6 separate regions of the Mus musculus genome follow, and all the other regions are linked to region 3. The links are chromatin contacts, called in public HiChIP or PLAC-seq and Micro-C maps. All regions are on one chromosome and are shown on one strand. The core of a region is the stretch at or near the end of the contact, and the rest is flanking DNA. Distances in the headings are between cores, read along the strand shown. Region 1 holds the start of Pax6os1 (paired box 6 opposite strand 1). Region 2 holds the start of Cd59a (CD59a antigen). Region 3 holds the start of Depdc7 (DEP domain containing 7). Region 4 holds the start of A930018P22Rik (RIKEN cDNA A930018P22 gene). Region 5 holds the start of Fbxo3 (F-box protein 3). Region 6 overlaps Fbxo3 (F-box protein 3).

The links. A called contact is a pair of places that touch in the nucleus more often than the background predicts. HiChIP or PLAC-seq counts read pairs in DNA pulled down with a chosen protein or histone mark.
Region 1: a Micro-C map of embryonic stem cells shows a contact between it and region 3, with 8 times the contacts expected there. The contact joins the promoter of Pax6os1 here to the promoter of Depdc7 in region 3. A contact is called at or near these places in 1 of 39 promoter capture datasets (hippocampal neurons) and 1 of 484 Hi-C or Micro-C datasets (embryonic stem cells).
Region 2: an H3K27ac HiChIP or PLAC-seq map of trophoblast stem cells shows a contact between it and region 3, with 5 times the contacts expected there. The contact joins the promoter of Cd59a here to the promoter of Depdc7 in region 3. A contact is called at or near these places in 3 of 39 promoter capture datasets (the 3T3-L1 cell line, hippocampal neurons and pre-B cells) and 3 of 115 datasets of contacts at active chromatin or transcription factors (embryonic forebrain, embryonic stem cells and trophoblast stem cells).
Region 4: an H3K27ac HiChIP or PLAC-seq map of epiblast stem cells shows a contact between it and region 3, with 10 times the contacts expected there. The contact joins the promoter of A930018P22Rik here to the promoter of Depdc7 in region 3. A contact is called at or near these places in 14 of 39 promoter capture datasets (the 3T3-L1 cell line, the C10 cell line, the HPC-7 cell line and 7 more), 3 of 15 datasets of contacts at CTCF or cohesin (embryonic stem cells, large pre-B cells and stem cell-derived epiblast-like cells), 7 of 484 Hi-C or Micro-C datasets (the Ba/F3 cell line, embryonic stem cells and nephron progenitors), 10 of 115 datasets of contacts at active chromatin or transcription factors (astrocytes, bone marrow-derived macrophages, embryonic forebrain and 5 more) and 1 of 9 other capture datasets (embryonic stem cells).
Region 5: an H3K27ac HiChIP or PLAC-seq map of embryonic stem cells shows a contact between it and region 3, with 6 times the contacts expected there. The contact joins the promoter of Fbxo3 here to the promoter of Depdc7 in region 3. A contact is called at or near these places in 5 of 39 promoter capture datasets (the C10 cell line, HPC-7-derived erythroid cells, hippocampal neurons and 2 more), 2 of 484 Hi-C or Micro-C datasets (both in embryonic stem cells), 2 of 115 datasets of contacts at active chromatin or transcription factors (astrocytes and embryonic stem cells) and 2 of 9 other capture datasets (macrophages and pancreatic islet).
Region 6: a contact with region 3 is called in an H3K4me3 HiChIP or PLAC-seq map of stem cell-derived neural progenitor cells, with 2.7 times the contacts expected there. The contact joins the enhancer-like site here to the promoter of Depdc7 in region 3. A contact is called at or near these places in 5 of 39 promoter capture datasets (the C10 cell line, HPC-7-derived erythroid cells, hippocampal neurons and 2 more), 4 of 484 Hi-C or Micro-C datasets (the HPC-7 cell line, embryonic stem cells and liver) and 4 of 115 datasets of contacts at active chromatin or transcription factors (astrocytes, embryonic stem cells and stem cell-derived neural progenitor cells).

The regions. Positions count from the first base shown.
Region 1 is chr2:105,668,920-105,671,619 of GRCm38.p6, forward strand. Pax6os1 (paired box 6 opposite strand 1) reads right to left here and starts at 1,411. Exons shown (of 4, transcript NR_002867.2): 1 at 1,317-1,411. It also overlaps a transcript of Pax6 not described here.
Region 2 is chr2:104,094,441-104,097,328 of GRCm38.p6, forward strand. Cd59a (CD59a antigen) reads left to right here and starts at 1,361. Exons shown (of 4, transcript NM_007652.5): 1 at 1,361-1,487.
Region 3 is chr2:104,741,524-104,744,223 of GRCm38.p6, forward strand. Depdc7 (DEP domain containing 7) reads right to left here and starts at 1,334. Exons shown (of 9, transcript NM_144804.2): 1 at 1,159-1,334. The coding sequence starts at 1,231.
Region 4 is chr2:104,121,333-104,124,032 of GRCm38.p6, forward strand. It overlaps A930018P22Rik (RIKEN cDNA A930018P22 gene), which reads left to right and starts at 1,437. Exons shown (of 2, transcript NM_026634.2): 1 at 1,437-1,997. The coding sequence starts at 1,499.
Region 5 is chr2:104,026,467-104,029,166 of GRCm38.p6, forward strand. Fbxo3 (F-box protein 3) reads left to right here and starts at 1,333. Exons shown (of 11, transcript NM_212433.1): 1 at 1,333-1,500. The coding sequence starts at 1,397. It overlaps 4931422A03Rik (RIKEN cDNA 4931422A03 gene), which reads right to left and starts at 1,895. Exons shown (of 5, transcript NM_175161.3): 1 at 1,312-1,895; 2 at 756-821. The coding sequence starts at 757.
Region 6 is chr2:104,042,787-104,045,617 of GRCm38.p6, forward strand. It overlaps Fbxo3 (F-box protein 3), which reads left to right. Exons shown (of 11, transcript NM_212433.1): 4 at 118-232. Among named protein-coding and RNA genes, the nearest start is that of 4931422A03Rik, 16 kb to the left of the region's middle. Within about 2 kb of position 1,330, at least 17 of the 459 cell types and tissues checked have an H3K27ac peak or open chromatin away from gene starts, as enhancers often do. A contact at or near this core is called in liver and stem cell-derived neural progenitor cells, where this site is marked.

The DNA of each region.
Region 1 (2,700 bases), core at 161-2,660, 930 kb after region 3:
TTAAACTCTGGGGCAGGTCCTCGCGTAGAACCCGGTTGTCAGATCTGCTACTTCCCCCCGAGAAGCGGCTTTGAGAAGTGTGGGAACCAGCGCCACCAGACTCACCTGACACCCCACCCTCGGCTCACAGGTAACCGCTTTGATTCTAGCCAGACTCACCCCAAGAGTAGCGGCGCCCCTCTCCGACGTGCAACCTGTGTGTTCAGGTCATAGAAACCCTCCCCGAGTGGCCCCGGCCTTGATTTTTTTCTTTTTCTTTTTAAAGGAAGCTTACAAAGATGGTAGAGGAGTTGCTGCGGATGGGACGGGGGTGAGGGGGAGGGGATGTCTTTGCGAAGCATGCTTCTTTGTAAAAGTAACAAAATGTTGTGGTCTCAAGAGAGGACTTCCCGTCTGGCCCTGAGCTGGGGGTGATGTGGGGGGTGGGAGGGTGGTGGCTGTGGCCGCAGTCTAAAGAAATCGCTGAGATCCTAAGAAAAGCAGGCGGTGGGCATGCAGTTTGCAACACGCCTTCCCCCGATGCAATTAGCGACATTCATGCTTGGAGAAGCCACCAAGCCTCGCGCCGAATTCATGGAGCACCCCGCGGAAGGTCGGGCGACTTGCGACAAAAGTTTCCCCAAGGTTGTGTAGATGTGTGTTCCATATCGAAGTCAAAGTCTTGGGGTTCGTTTCCCCCGAAAGGAGCACAGGACGAAAGAATGCGGCCCTCCAGAGCTGGGCAGCGCGCGCGAAGGCCCCAGCGTGTGATTTGAGCTTCCTTCGGAAGACCTAATAATTAGCGATTCTCACTGAGCTAGAATGCGGGCTCGGGTTACCGGGAACGGGTTCCTAGCAGCGGCGGAGCTCTTTGCCTCGGCGGGAAGCATGTGGGCTCCAGGGGAACCCGGTTGCTGAGTGCCCTGGAGAGAGATACCCAGCCATGCTCCGGCTCCAGGAAGGCCAGAACTTGGCCGAAGTGGGTCAGGAAAGTGATTACCCCTAACTTAAACTAAAAGGTGTTTTCGCCAGGTTGGAAAATCTCTCACTCAAGCCCTAAGCTTACCAGGAGCCGCTCAGGCTGCCTGAGTCGGGGCACCGGAGCAACCCACCGGAAATTTGAGGCCATGTAGCAGGCCTGGCCTGGATCTCGCCCACTCCCACGCGTGCTCCTGACGCCCTCTCTCTAGACCCGCTGGAGGCACTTGTCCAGATCGTTTGGCTCTCAAGCACCTGTGACAGGTGCCCAGGAGTCTAACTCTGAGCAGAGTCCCCTCTGAGCGCCTCACATAGAAAGGAGGCCACGGGCAAAGTGGCCACCAGTCTGAGCACCTTACCTGAACGGGGGTCCTCTCCTCCGAGAGTTCCTTATTCCAGAGTTGAGCCGTGAGCAGTTTGCCCGCTTCGCAGTAGGAAGTGGACCTTCTCCTCTAGTCATAAATCAAACCAGCCATCCTCGGGCCTCCTCCCTCATTAGAGATGTTTATTGGAGATTGTGTTTATTCGGCTGTCACGGCGAGAAAACGCGGTGACATAATTACCTCTGACCAGAGTCCTCGCCCTGCGCCCAGGGTGAGCCAGGGACTTCCTCTGCTGTGGTCTTACTCTGCTGCCCTCCTTGATCAGAGGGCAAATCGGATTGGTGTGTCTACTTTTTCCTCCCTCAGACTTCGTATCATTTGAATTATTGGAGAACTTAGTATTCAAATTTCCGCCAGTGCCCAGACTTGGAAAAGAAAACCAAAGAGAATCCAGCTTCCAGGGAGAGAGGGAGAGAGAAGTAAGGGAGAGAGAGAGGGAAAGGGAGAGAGAGAGAGAGAGAGAGAGAGAGAGAGAGAGAGAGAGAGAGAGAGTAAATCTTGCATGAGAACTTTCTAGTGCACTGGCAGAGATGCTTGGCCAGACCTAGAAGGACGAGTGCCTGTATTTGTGGTATTATTTTTTCTTTTGCTTCCCTTTTTCATTCCTTTTCTTTTCGGGAGGAATCTGGCTGCAGAGCCTTGATCCCAGAGTTCGGATATTCTCCCAGGTGGACCCCGATCTCCGAGGAAACAACCAGGGCTTAATCCCTCATTGCTCTGTCCCTGACTCCCAATCCCCACAAGTTTTTCCCTGATGGGGAGGCTTCAAGTCACCATCTGTGAGACTGGGTTAGGAAATGATGAAAAGCGCCAAATTGTTCTCTAATTGAAAAATACATTGTTTTTTTGGAGGAGTGTGCACTGACAAAGTATCTGGGATTTCAGCTTTTGATCCCTTGCTACTGCTGCCTCTGCTCTCCAGTCACTAATAAAACTCGCATTGAGCCCCTTAGTGCCTTGATTAACAGGCAGATTAACTCTTACTGGGGTTGGGAACAGCTTGTCTCAATCAATGTCATTTTAAAAGCCTGTCAGGATGTGCTTAGTTCGGTTCCAGGCTGCTGGAGTGAGCCAGCCCTGACATTTGCTCTCTCTTTCCCAGTCTCAAAATCCTGAGCATCAGGCCTGCACGTTTCTAGCTCCTGAACAAAACAAATGGCAGGAGTCAGTCCCTGGCCCTTCTACCAGGCAGCTGTTCAGACATATTCTATAGAGCGGTGACCTTAGCAAGCTTTTCATTTGAAGCTGAACACTTACCTCTTTAGTACTGAGGTTAGAAGAAAAGGAGACTTGAAGGAATGTCCCGGGGTTGGAGAATGGAAAGAGAACTTTTCTAGACACCCTATCTGTAAAAATCCCA
Region 2 (2,888 bases), core at 111-2,610, 650 kb before region 3:
GGTATTGCCATGTGGTGATATATAGAGAGCTTGGTCCAGGTGGCCCTGGGCTCCAAAACCACAGCCTTCACCCTGTAAATGATGGGGAGATGGAAAGTCCTCTCCTCAGGCCATGCTGCTTTATAGATGGGTCATTTGTTCCTGCAAAAGTTGGTGAGTTTGTGGGGACCAGAGTCTTCTGAGACTAGGTGAAAGTCCTTAAAATGGTTCAGGACCAAGCCCAGTAGGGTACTCTGTGCCCATCCCATCCTAGAAATCAAAGTTTGTACAAGAGGACAAATAGCACAAATCTGTTTAGGGCATCCTAGCTGGTGACTCCCCACTCTTCCTATTTGTTTTGGTCTACAAGTGTTTTATGTACTTCTTCTATAGCTCGGAGACTCTGTAATTGTTGGTAGGCTAGGGAAAGAGTGGATGTTCCTGACCTCCTTTGTCATTTGGGACACAGCAGATACAGACTCACTGCATGCCAGGGGATAGATACTACAGGTGAAAACAAACAAGGACGAGGACGACTACGACGACGACAACAACAACAACAACAGCCCCACCAGGAAATGTTCCTGTGGGCAGAAAGACTTAAAAAAAGAAAAACCAACAGAGCATTTCTTGTTCCCTTAGGAGGCCAGCCTCTTGGAATGTTTACTCTTTTTAAAATTATTGTTCCCGGAGCTGGAGAGATGGCTGAGCAGTTAAGAGCGTCGACTGCTCTTCCAAAGGTCCTGAGTTCAAATCCCAGCAACCATATGGTGGCTCACAACTATCCGTAACGAAATCTGATGCCCTCTTCTGGAGTGTCTGAAGACAGCTACATAAATAAGTAAATAAATATTTTAAAAAAAATTATTGTTCCCCTCTGGCTTCCTTCCTGCTTATGAGTCTTTCCAAATGATAAAGGCACCTCTGTATCACAACTTCACGTAGTTCTGGCCCCTGGCCAGTCCACAAAGGTTTCTAATGACCAACGGGATTTTGTCTTCATTCCAAACAAAATAGATGGCATTTGTGTCTGAAGAGTATTTGGAGGCTGTCAGGACCTGAGAGTAGGAGCAAGCCACGATGTATGGCCTGGAAAGATATCTATGATTTGTCAAGAGATAGTTCTGGGCACTAGCAAACATGGGCACAAAAACATTGTGGTTTTGTTTGTTTGTTTGTTTGTTTGTTTTTAAAGAAAGGGAAAATCAAGAGCCTTTTAGGGTGTTAGTTAGGAGTAAGAAATCAGAGGGAAATGCAAGCCTTTCCTGTATCCTAGGTTTCCAGAGATTCTGGTTCTGGCAGCCAAATGCTCTCTGACAGAGGAAAAGGCAGTGACTAGAAGGCATAGGAGCCCAGGGGGTGTGGTGGGGGTGTGGCCATCAGTTCTTGGGCGTGGCCAGTGGATTTGGTTTGCATTGCTGTGTACTGTCAGCAGTCAGAGCATGAGCACAGTCACTGGCGATCTGAAAAGTGTCTAGAGCAGGATCTAGCTGACTCTAAGATTGCAGGTAAGCAAGGGCACAGAGTTGGCTGGAGCGGAGCCTCGGGTGGAAGGTGGGGGTGCTTCGGCAGCGCATGCGTCCGGGCTGTCCCTCGGGAGGCCTCTCTCAGGCCTGTACCTCTGACCTTTTTTGTTATAGCGATTTCTTGCCGCAGCCTGCACTCTGCTTCCTACTCAGCGGTTGCTGGAGCTAGGCATTCCCTGAGCGCCTGACTCCAGGGCACCCCTGGCCTCTCAGTGAAGTCGGTCTCCCGGGGCCTGAGGGCTAACCTCAGCTTGGAAGAACTCACTGCAGTTCTTGCTGAGGTCCAAATCTGTAGCTGCTCTAGTGGATATCTTTGGTCCATGGGCCCGGCCACCTTGCAGTCTGAGGGCAGACTTTGAAAAGAACCTTTCCTTTTCGTTCGTAGGTGTCGAAAGGAAGCTATTAAATCCTATTTTCTCATCAGTAAAGGGAAAGGACTTATTTCACAGGGTAGTGGTGAGCACTAAGGTAGCTCATGGTTGATCTCCTGGAATGTGGAAAACAGCCAATGTTCCGGAGACCCACCTCAGGGCACCTTTTCTCCAGTCCTTCCGGCCAGACACACAGAATGACCGCGTCAGAACGACAATCAAGGGAGCTCACAACATTTGCTGTTATCCTTCTGGGAAGACTAAGGAGGAGTTACCTCATTATGCCCTGACCATGCTGAAAAACGTTTGGCATGTACTTTGCTATAAATGAAAAACCTCCCTTTTCACTGGGCGGGTTGAAAGAAGTAGAAGGAAAACAAAAACAAAATCAAATGGACTTTAGGGTGGGAGTTGGGATGAGCCAGGGATTTAGGATCCTGAGATAAGTTGTTAAGAGACTGAGGCCATTTTAGGTGAAGTCCAGATCTGTGCAATTTCAAGAGCTCTGAAGTGCTTATGGAGCCACCAGGTGGCTGGGAGGGGCCTTTCCATTGTGATGGTGTTTTGCTTTGTCCTAAGCTGCTGATGTAATTACTGCTTTGAACTGAAGAAAGGACTTTTGGGGTCTGTTGTAGGCTTAGCTACAGCATGTCCAAGCCCGTAAGGCCCATGAGACTGCTAACACTGGGTTATGTTAAGTCACTTAGCTTCCAGACCTTGGTAAGTAAAAAGCAAGATACATCCAAAGTGATTTTGAGACTGCCCTGTTGTCTTGGATCAGGTAATTCCATCCCTCTAGCCCTCTCAGAACCTTTTCTCCCCCCCCCCCCACTTTTTTATTAGGTATTTATTTCATTTACATTTCAAATGCTATCCCAAAAGTCCCCTACACTCTCCCCCCCTCCCCTATCCACCCACTCCCACTTCTTGGCCCTGGCATTCCCCTGTACTGGGGCATATAAAGTTTGCTAGATCAATGGGCCTCTCTTTCCACTGATGGCCAACTAGGCCA
Region 3 (2,700 bases), core at 84-2,583:
CCTGTTCACAAATGTCCAGAGCCCAGAACTGACATTTCAGCTGTTAGGAAAGACCTTCCGAGTTAAAGTAGGTGAATTTGGGAATCCCATTTACCAGAGAGAGCCTAAAGCTATCAACAATTTCCAGTGCCATGTCAAGTGATAAAGTGATCAGAGCCTGTTAGGTGAGAGCAGTAAGTGGTCAGATCTTGTTTGCTGGGGTTTTTTTTGTTTTGTTTTGTTTTTTGAGACAGTCTCATTTTTTAACTGTTTGGTTTGGAACTTTCTGTGTAGAGCTGACTTGGAACTCAGAGGCCTTACCTCTCTCTGCCTCCCCAGTGTAGGACTGAGGGCTTACACCTCTACAGCTGGACTATAGGCCGCTTTTATAATCTGTACCGAGAAAGCAGTTCTCTAGCAAAATTCATCATTAAGATCTTGGAGATTATGTGGAGCATTGATTAGTAAAGTCAGTCAAACACAATAGCTGGGACCACTGAGATACACTTTTCTGACCTAGGGGAAGGAATCACTGTTTCCGCAAGTTGGCATTTTACAAATGAAAAGCTTTGGTAGAGAGCCAATTTCTCCAGCTCTCTATCCCGCAGTTCCAGAAAGGGGGAAAGGTGGCACCTTATCCAAACAAATCCAAATATCTCCTTATTTGCAGAATTAAGAGTCAGAATTTTAGAACGGATTATCGGATTCGGGTCAAAGATCTTACACCCGCCCTCAATGATTCAATACATTTGTCTCCCAAAGTCATGTAACTATCAGATCAGGGGTTGGGGGGGGGTGATGGGGGCTTCACTGAAACATTGCTTGTAGCGAAAGTGTTAAATTTACACAATATTACTTCATCTCCTGAGTCTGGGAGCCACCGACCTCTGATCCCACCATGCAGTCAAGAGTTCGTTCTCCAGACGCTGGCCAGGAAACTATTCAAAATTCCGCGCGTGTCACAAGTCAGGCTGTGGAGCCTAACCCCCACTGCGAGCGAAGTTTGGTAAAGTTCCTAAAACGCCGAGCTCTGGCTGCGGCGGGGTCCGTGGCCCGTGGCCCGTGGCCGGCTGCCCACCCAGGAGGAGAAAGCGGATCCTCGCGGCCGCGCAGCCCGCGGAGCGCACCGCCCGCCCACAGCCCGCGCCCGCCCCACGCTGCCGCGGCCCTCCGACCCACCCGGAGGTCTCTGTGCAGGGCTGTGCAGAGCCGACAGGTTCAGCGCCGCCGCCTTCTCTCGAACCGTGGCCATGTCAGCGGCGGGCTGGACTCCGTGCCCGCGCCGCCGCTGCTGCCGCTGCTCCACAGACTGCGCGCCCGCGCCGAAGCCTCGGGTTAACTCCCGGGGAGCGGGGCTCCCGGCGGGCTCCGCCCCTGGCGATCACGTGTTTCACAGACTGGCTCCAAGCCTCTGCGCTCCAAAACGCCCCAGGCAGCTCCAGGCGGGCGGTGTCCAGGTAGAAAGTACTTAGGCATGGCTTTTCCAGTGCTAGTCGGTACTAGCCCGGGGCTAGACCCGCTGAGTCCCAAGGTGTCCCTCCAGGATCTGCCCTCGCTCCAACCGGAGTCTTATTGCTCCAGGTCTCAGTGCTTTCTGCTCTCACCTGCTAGTATTAGGACCAGGTTGGCTGGGCTTTTAATGAGAATTACCTGAACCGACATTTAGCAATTCGTATTTGGACCATAAATGCTCCCAAGTGTGTCAGGATAATAAATACTTGGAGTTTTTTTCCTTCCTGTCCCTCTAAAGAACAAACAAAACCTTATCTAGCCTAGGAGAGCAATGTCTAGAGGTCAGAGGACCGCAACAACAAAGATCATGGGGCTTCCTGCCAAGGAAATCTGTGTTGATTCTAAATTAACCCTGGGTCTGGTGAGCACCGGGAAGGGGAGCATGGAAGAACAAACTGGAGGGGGAAGGAGAGAGGGTTGCTGCTGGGAGCGCTTCAGTTTCTTGGGTAATTGAGGTAGAGAAACCAGGGACCCAGTGCTGGGTTAAGTCGGCAAGGTTGAATGATGTTGGAGATCATTAACCTAGCTGACGGATGCATGACCGTCCCCTCCCTTCTTCTTTTGAATAAAGTCAGGGTCTTTCTATATACCCTGGCGGTCCTAGAATTTGCTCTGTAGAATAGGCTAGCCACGAACTCGAAAATCTCTGGCTACCTCTATCTCCTGAGTGGGAATAAAGGCATTTGTTCGCAACTGTTGCCCTTTCTATAGATTTCTACCTCTTTTGGGGGGTGTTGTGTTTTATAAAAAAGAAGGAAGGGATATGCTTGGTGGAGGCGTGGTATGTTGTGGTAGAATGGTTCCTCTGCAGGCCCATGCTGAGGTATCCGTTCCCCCTGAGATACCAGTCACACAAGGAGTATAGTATAGAATAGAGTTTGGGGAGGAGTTAAGAGGGTAAGGGAGAGAGAGGGGAGGGGAGGGGAGGGGAGGGGAGGGAGGGGAGGGGAGGGGAGGGGAGGGACAGAGAGGGAAGAGTGTAAGATGGTAGGTAAGAGAGTGAGGAGGCGTCAAGCAGCCCCTTTTACAGTGAGTCAGGCAGGCATACCTGGCTGTTGCCAGGTAACTATGGGGCAGGGCCTAGAAGAAACGCTAACTGGGGGGCGGGGGCTAGAGAGACGATTCAGCAGGTACAGCTCTTGCTTTACTAGCAAAGGATCAGAGTTCAGTTCCCAGTACCCATGTGCCTGCTCACAACCACTGGTCTGT
Region 4 (2,700 bases), core at 187-2,686, 620 kb before region 3:
ACTAGATGAGGGGCAGATGATGACATATATAAATATTTCACTAACGGGAAAGCTGCTCTTGAGCACACCTACTTTATATTTCATCATTTAGCTCAGGTTCCTCTTGTTTGAGTAATAAAATATCCTTTGCTCTTTGATGCAGGAGGTGGAGGAGGGGCTCAGACCTATTTTACAAACAACTAAACAGTGCTATTGAAATGGGTTAGTCCGGTACGAGCATTGAGTGCTCCTGCAGAAGACCCTGATCTGATACAGTCTCCGGCACCCATATCCTCCTGACCTCTGTGGGCATCTGAGTGCACACACACACACACACTCATGGTTCCACACACAATAAAACTTAAAAAGGAAAAGAGAGAAAACATGTACATGTCCAGCGACATGCTAGGCATGGTGATGCTCGTCTCTGACGCCTGCCAGGTAAGAGAGACAAGAGGATTGCTGGAATTATGTGGCCGACCACATGGGAAGTTCTAATCCAACTTGGGTTACACAAAAGCAAACAACCAGCCTCTCCTCCAAGTCAAACTGCTTGCCCAAGACTAGCAGTCTGGATATCAGACTCCATCTTTTGCTGCCCCACCCCATGTATTTAGCACATATCTGTATACACAAGTTCGCTCACGGAGCTGAGCCTGCGCTTCCATGACCTCCAACCCTCCCTGCTCATTCCTGCAGGTGATCATTAAAAGAGTAAGCAGCCTGAAGGAAATTGACTTCTCCTTAGTTACTGGCTCATAGTTCATAAAAATGAGCTGTACATGTCTCTTGGACAGAACATCCAGTTCTCAGGGATGGGTGTGGTGTTTGAGGTGGGCCCCATAATTTCCTTTTGGTGTTTTGCTGCCTGTCAGCTCCTGATAACTTATGTGTTCAGAAGAGAATTAAACTGCATTTCATAAAAAAAAAAAAAAAAAGTTGTTTGCCTCAGGGTCATTACAAACTCAGACTGCTTCCCCATTTCCAGAATATTCCATAGCATCTCTACATTTACCAGAAAAATTTCCTTTTCTCCCTCTGTAGAGAATGAAGTCAGCCACACATTTTTTTTCAGTTTCTAAATAATGAGTCAAGATTGCTAGGACAAAGGGTCTGGTTGTTAGGAAATATTTTCCACTCCCTGATAAAAGGAGAAAGCTGAATTTCTCTCTCAGCCTCGGCCAACTCTGTGTGCAGTATTAGCAGCAGAAAAGAATTGAAGGCTTCTGGGAGGAGTCTAGGGCCCGAGACTAAAGTGTGCCTGGGCTATTTTGGGGCGGGTAGTGCAGGGCAGCAGCTGCACCAAAAGAGGTCAAGGACGATAGCTTTGCCCGAAGCTGACTCGTGGGGCGGGGCCTCTGCTCTCCAGAGCTCCGCCTCCTAGGGGCGTAGCTAGAGCGAAGGGTGGGGCCACGCTCCGTCGGGGCGGGGCCTGTGGAATCTCCGAACTCCTAGACACGGGGCTTTGGCGCGCGTCTCCCGGCGCGGGGTTCCTCTCACGCAGCCTCCCATTCAAAAGATGCCGAAGGGGCGGCGCGGCAGCCAGAACCCCAAGATGAGCCAGCGGCCGGCCCCGCCCCTCTACTTTCCGTCGCTCTACGACCGGGGCATCTCGTCGTCTCCGCTGAGCGATTTTAACATCTGGAAGAAGCTCTTCGTGCCGCTGAAGGCGGGCGGGACGCCGGCGGCCGGGGTGGCAGGAGTAGCGGGGGTCCGATCCCTGCCTCTGGCACCCCCAGCTACGGTGCCGCCGCCGCCGCCTGGCCTGGGTCCCCCCAGCGAGCGCCCGTGTCCTCCTCCCTGGCCGTCCGGCCTGGCTTCTATTCCCTACGAGCCTCTGCGCTTCTTCTACTCGCCGCCTCCAGGCCCCGAGATGGCAACTTCGGCCCTGGTCCCCGGCTCCACGACCCCCTGGCTCGCATCCGCCTCCCACCCTGAGGAGCTGTGCGAGCTAGAGATCCGGATTAAGGAGCTGGAGCTGCTCACAATCACTGGGGACGGCTTCGACTCCCAGCGCTGTGCGTGACTGCCAAACGAGCCCAATCCTAGCTGCCTTAATTGCCCCCTAGAGTCAGGCAACAGAATGTGACCCCAGCCCTAGGAGTTCCACCCCCAAATATCTGTCCTCCAGAGGTTCAGACCCCCACGTGCTGAATTTCAACCGACCCCTGCCTCCCCACACACCTGAGCTATTCAAGCCCTTTAGTTTTAAACCCTTAGGGGCTAGCCCTTGAAGTAATTTGACACTGACTCTTCACACCTGAAGCACACTCTTCTTAAATTTAGCAGTCCTACACAGTAAGACCACATTTCTGTAATCTAGAGCTCCACCCACAACAGGCTCCCTATCTCTAGAGACATTAATCTTCAGTATTCAAATCTTAAGCTGGGTCTGTGGGTGGAAGGAGATCATAAGAATCGCCCAGACCTTGAAGCCCCACAGTCATTCACTGAGGAGCCTTGGCCTCTGCCCTTCCCTGGGCCCCAAACCCTCGGACAAGATCTTGGACTTTGACATCTGGTCTAAAGTCTGAGGTTTTGGGGATCCACATCAGAGCAGAACAAGTGCTGATGTAAGCAGGAATCCTCTGGTATATGAACAGATGCCTCTCTAGCGGACAGTAAGGCAGTTAGAGCCAGCCATATTTCCAGAAGGACTAATTAAATTGCTCAGGAATTAGTAGCCTGAGGCTATCCTGATTCACCCCCTGTTCTAAGGCT
Region 5 (2,700 bases), core at 83-2,582, 720 kb before region 3:
AAACTCGTCAGAAGGGCAGGCTATATCATACCCTCCTCTGTCTTGATGTTAGAAATAAATTTGAGGGCTGGAGAGATGGCTCAGCGGTTAAAAGCACTGACTGCTCTTCCAGAGTTCAAATCCCAGCAACCACATGGTGGCTCACAACCATCTGTAATGAGATTGGATGCCTTCTTCTGATGTGTCTGAAGACAGCTACAGTGTACTTACATATAATAAACAAATCTTTAAAAAGAAGGAAAGAAGAAAGAAAGAAAGAAAGAAAGAAAGAAAGAAAGGAAGAAAGGAAGGAAGAAAGAAAGAAAGTTTGAGGTTGAAAATTGTTGGGAGCTGACTCTTAGCAGAAACTACTACCATCTCTGCAGCCATCGCGGGCTATTTACTTACAGGTTGGTACTTTTCCACCCTGATGAGAGACTTGTTTTCCTAGCATGATGTTTTTGCAAGCAGCCCACCACAGCTGAACACACTATAATAATATCCTGTTTTTCTCAGACACATCCTGGACTCCCCAGCTTGTGCTTATATACCCTGTCTTGTTTCCATTCTTCGAATCTCTTGCCCCTCCATCCCCACTCTCTCCCTTGCAGACAGACCTGCAGGCCGGTTCAGAAAAGAAAGAGACCACCACTCCAACTATTGTGTCTAGACAAGACAAATTTATGTTTATCAAGAGGGTGTGCTCAGAAGGTTAAAAAGAATCAAATTCCTTGTCCTAAACACAAGTTTTATAGCACTTGGTGGAAAATACTCACATTTGATTATTTCTTACACTTAAGTAGTTGGAAGAAACTTTCTCTGGGACCAGTAGGTTTAGAAGCCTGGTGGTAAGGGCTTGGGCAATTAACATTTGTTGGACAAGGAATTTATCCAGAGGTCATTTTCGGTTTTTTTGAAGGACAGTTTTTTGCCTTGTGGGCCATGGAAGAATTATAACCTCCCTATCATTTCAAAGTTGGAATGCCTTCCCCTGTGTCTCTTTCCCCATCATTCCTTCCTTGCTAAGTGGACAGGGCTCAGAGCAGCAATTCCGAGTGCAGGTGGGGGTGAGTGGCAATGGGAGTCCGAGGCTGGCAACAGAGACCATGGATTGGAAATGAAGCAATGGGTTTGGGACCCAAAGGCCAGGTAGGGTTAGTGTAAGATTTAGGGAGAGGCTTTGAGGATACGAGATATAAAATGCGTGGAAGAAGAGACCAAAGACTCAGAAACAGACTGGCAGGGACAGCAGCGCCCCCGCAGGGCTGACCGCGGGGTGGGCGGGGCATCCCGGGGGCGGGGCTGGGGCCGGGTGACAGTTACATAACTAACCTGTGCTAGCGGCCGCCGAGCGGTTCGGGCGGCGGGGGCGGGGGCGGGGCCGGGGTGGTGCCAAGGCTGCAGCGGGCCGGGCAAGATGGCTGCCGTAGAGGCCGAGACGGGGCTGCTGACCCTGGAGTCGCTGCCCACCGACCCTCTGCTGCTCATCTTATCCTTCGTGGACTACAGGGACCTAATCAAGTAATGGGGCGGTGCTCTCGGCAGGGGTGGGAACGTGGAAGGAGGCAGGGAAGGAGGCCCGGGGTCGCTGGCTGGACGTGGGCTCCCTCCGCAGCAGGGTGACTGCAAGGCGGCCGTTATCCCGCATAGCGCCCCGGGGGGCTGAAGGAGACTCGGGGGAGCGGTCTGGGCATCCAGGTCTTACCCCTGCCCAGGCCTAGGTCCCCGGGAACTTAGCGCCCTCTCCCTCAAGCCTCGGCTAGGCCGGGTTGCGGAAGAGAGAGGTGGCTCCCTGGTCCTGCACCCCGCGGACCCTCGCTGGCCCTTTGGGGCCTGGTCTAGCGCTGTGGAAAGGCCACTGTCTCGGCCCACGCGCATCCCTGTCGCGCCTGGGGTCCCTGATGACCAGAGCCCTCGTGGGCAGGTAGAACGCGCGCGAGAAGGCCTGCGACCTTCTGACTCTGATGCCATCGTGATCGCGGGCAGCATACACTTTGTCTTGTGTCGGCGACTTTTTTGGCTGTCAGTTTCCCTTTTTATGGTGGGTGGTTGGATTTTGGGTTTTGTCACCGACTTCCGGTGAGGCCTTACAGGTGACTGCAGTTACCTTAGGGTTTCCCAGATGACCAGCATTTACTCCAAAAATAAACACCGGGCATGCGAGAATTCTTTCAGAAACCAGGACTGTTTTAGCGTGGAGGGACAAATGGTCCTGCCGTGTGCCCCTTTCTTGTCACCCTCACCCCCTGTGTCAGGATTGTTTACATTCTTGACCGCATAGCCTGGGTTTCTTGTGCTTCCGTATATATTTGTGGAGGCTGCAAAATGGCCCTCTCACATGGGGAAGACACACTTTTGGTTTTTGCTTCATTACTGGAATCTGGGCATCTATGTCCTCTGTTTTTAGGGGCCTTTAAGAGGTACAGATTTCTTGGAGTTACAGGTAGCTAAGTGGTGGCAGAGATATTTCCTGGGTTTTCTGTTATGGCCTCCACTCGTACCTGCTAAGACATTTGTCTTTCCAAAAAACACACTTCCCCCTACTCAGCCTGTACTAACACACAGAAAGTTTTTCTGTAGGAAAGGTTGGCCAGCTCAAATGTATTTCATCTGAAATAGTTTATTGCTATAACTTCTTATTTAGATAGCCTTCTTTCTTTGCTTGCTTGCTGCCAGAGTTACCTTCTAAAGACCAATCTGGCTGTCATTTTTCTTAAAAGC
Region 6 (2,831 bases), core at 80-2,579, 700 kb before region 3:
GATGGTTTCATGGGTTGACAGCTGACCTAGACTACCCTGAAGTCTGAGTGTGCGCACACACTTGCGTCTCGGGTGTGTATTTGCGCACACACTTGTGTCTCGGGTGTGTATTTGCAGAGGGCGCACGTGAGGAAGACCTGGATGCTGTCGAAGCTCAGATCGGTTGCAAGCTCCCGGATGATTATCGCTGTTCATACCGGATCCACAACGGGCAAAAGTTAGTGGTGCCGGGGTAAGGTGTTTGATGTTTTAGTAATTTTCAGAAATGGGTATTACTTTCTAGAATGAATCAAATTACATTTTATTCATAGTTTTTCTTAGCTATCTTTACTAAACATGTATAAGAAATGTATGTATGGGGGGGTTCCTTCCTTTTCCTTATAGCAGTCCATAATGTAATATGTATAGATTAAGTTAAAGTTTACCAAAATAAATGTGACTTATAAGAGCATTATTCCTGCCAGCACATTTTTATGATTAAAGTAAGATCTGGTTGAGAAGGAAGCTGTGGGTGCAGGAGGGGATGTGCATGTGTGCATATTTGTGCATGTGTGCATATTTGTGAGTGCATTTGACTGAATGGCTTGATGTGGTGTGGTTACTCTGTTACAAGCTAGGTAAAATGTTTTAGGAACTTAATGCACATTCTGTCTACTATACATGCAAAAAGCATGATTTGTTCAGAGCTGTGTACACCAAACTAAGGAAAGTAGAGTTTTGTCATAATCAAGAACATCCTATAACTGAATGGCCTTTAAAAAAAAACTTTGTAAGTTGTATTCATGGAAGTCTTTTTGTTTTGGGGGGTTCTTAGTTGTTGTTTTTTGTTTTTGGTAAATGAAGACCATATAGTAGCCATCACATTTATTCACAATTTTTAAAGCTATAAACTTTGAATATGTCTTTTTTTTGTACTTCCATGGAATTAAACTATTTCAAAGATAATATATTTATAAAATACCAAGAATGCAAAAAGAATGGTGCATTGTTCTTAATGGAACCTGCTGTTGCTCTCTATGTACTGTGTAGCTGGCCCTTGCTACTGTGTGGATTCTTCTTTTTCCCAACCTTTCTCCCCCTGCTTTCTCCCCCCCTAACACTGAATAGGAGAGCAAGAAAGATAAAGGACAGAGGACACACACACACACACACACACACACACACACACAGAGAGAGAGAGAGAGAGAGAGAGAGAGAGAGAGAGAGAGAGAGAGAGAGGAGAATCCATGAATCTAATTTCTTTCCCAACTGTTGCTCCCACTTTCCAGCCCAGCCCCTTTAAACTGTCTCCCAACAGTACGCAACAGTCTGTGTAAACAGTCTCTTCTCCCAGCTTTCCCAACATTAGCAGCTCCCAACTGTAACAACTGTTCTCTTCTGTCTGCTCAGCTCCTTCTCCTGGCTCAACTGTCTCCTAACACTATTTTCTGGACCAACTGCCTTCTCTCGCTCTGCCACCCCCCCCCCCCCCCCCCGCCTCAGCTCCATTTTTTTTTTAAATATCCTATCGTGTTTCCAGAAATCCAAGAGGCAAGTAACACTGAAGGTCATAGGATCAAGCAGTTCTAACAAACAGCTAAGAATTCTTAAAGGGCACGTTGACTAGCAACTGGGGATCCTTTAAAGGGCCAGACACACAAGATAAATAACACTACAGTGAAGAATTATGGGAAACTGTTAATGATTTCACATCTGGGTTGAGTGTGTCTTGGGATTCTCCAATGAGATCCTACTGATAATACAAAGTGAAGTACTCAGAATACAGAGTATCAAGGATGGTTCATCAACAGGCAGGTTAAGGGGCTGGAGAGATGGCTCAGTGGTTAAGTGTGAGTCCTGCTCTGGCAGAGGTCCCAAGTTCCCAACCCCCATCAGGCAGCTCACAGTGGCCAGAAATCCCAACTCCAGGGACTTGCAATGCCTCTGGCACCTGTTCTTGTGTTCTCACACTCTCTCTCTCTCTCTCTCTCTCTCTCTCTCTCTCTCTGTGTGTGTGTGTGTCACATCCACACATAGACATACAACTTAAAATAAAAAGTTACTTATCTATCTGCCTATCCATACACCATCCCAAGACGTCAGACTTGGTAAGAGGACTCTTTACCAGTGACCAGTAGTTCTGGTTTCATGAGATAAGCTGAAAGTTGATCCAAGATAAAATGTCAGAAAAGTTATCCCTTTTCCCCCATTAAATTAGCTATTAATATATGTGTATGCATTTATGAATATACATAAGTAGCAAATCACAGAAGTACTGGCAGTTCAGTATATAATAAGATAGATTTTTTGTTTTTTTAATTTTGAAGACAAAGTCTTACTTTGTAGTCTATGTTGGCCTTAACCTCATTATAATTCCTTTCTCAGTCTTTTGAACAGCTGGAATTTTAGGTATTTGCCATTTGCTGAGTGTGTCTGAGCGTGTGTGTCTGTGTGTGTGTGTTTGTGTGTTTGTGTGTGTGCGCGCATTTAATTTTAAAATCTAAATCAGAATCTTTCTGATTAAAAGAGTGAATTTGATATATAGCAATGTTAGTGGTTTTGATATTCTTGGTTTAGAATTTCTATGCTAACTAGTTCTTAGAAAGTTACCAGTGTGTGGCTGGGCATGGTGACAATTCTAATGCCGATCATCTCAGTTCTCTGGATGGAGGCTGAAGCAGGAGGATTAACTCAAATTTGAGGCCAACATATAGCAAGTACCAAGCCAGCTAAGACTCCATAGCAAGTTTTTGTTTGTTTTAAATACAATGAAAAATGTTTGTCAGTATGAAATTATTTATCAAAAAAATAAATAAATAAATAAAGCATAGCCCTGTGCCTCTGTTTGTCTC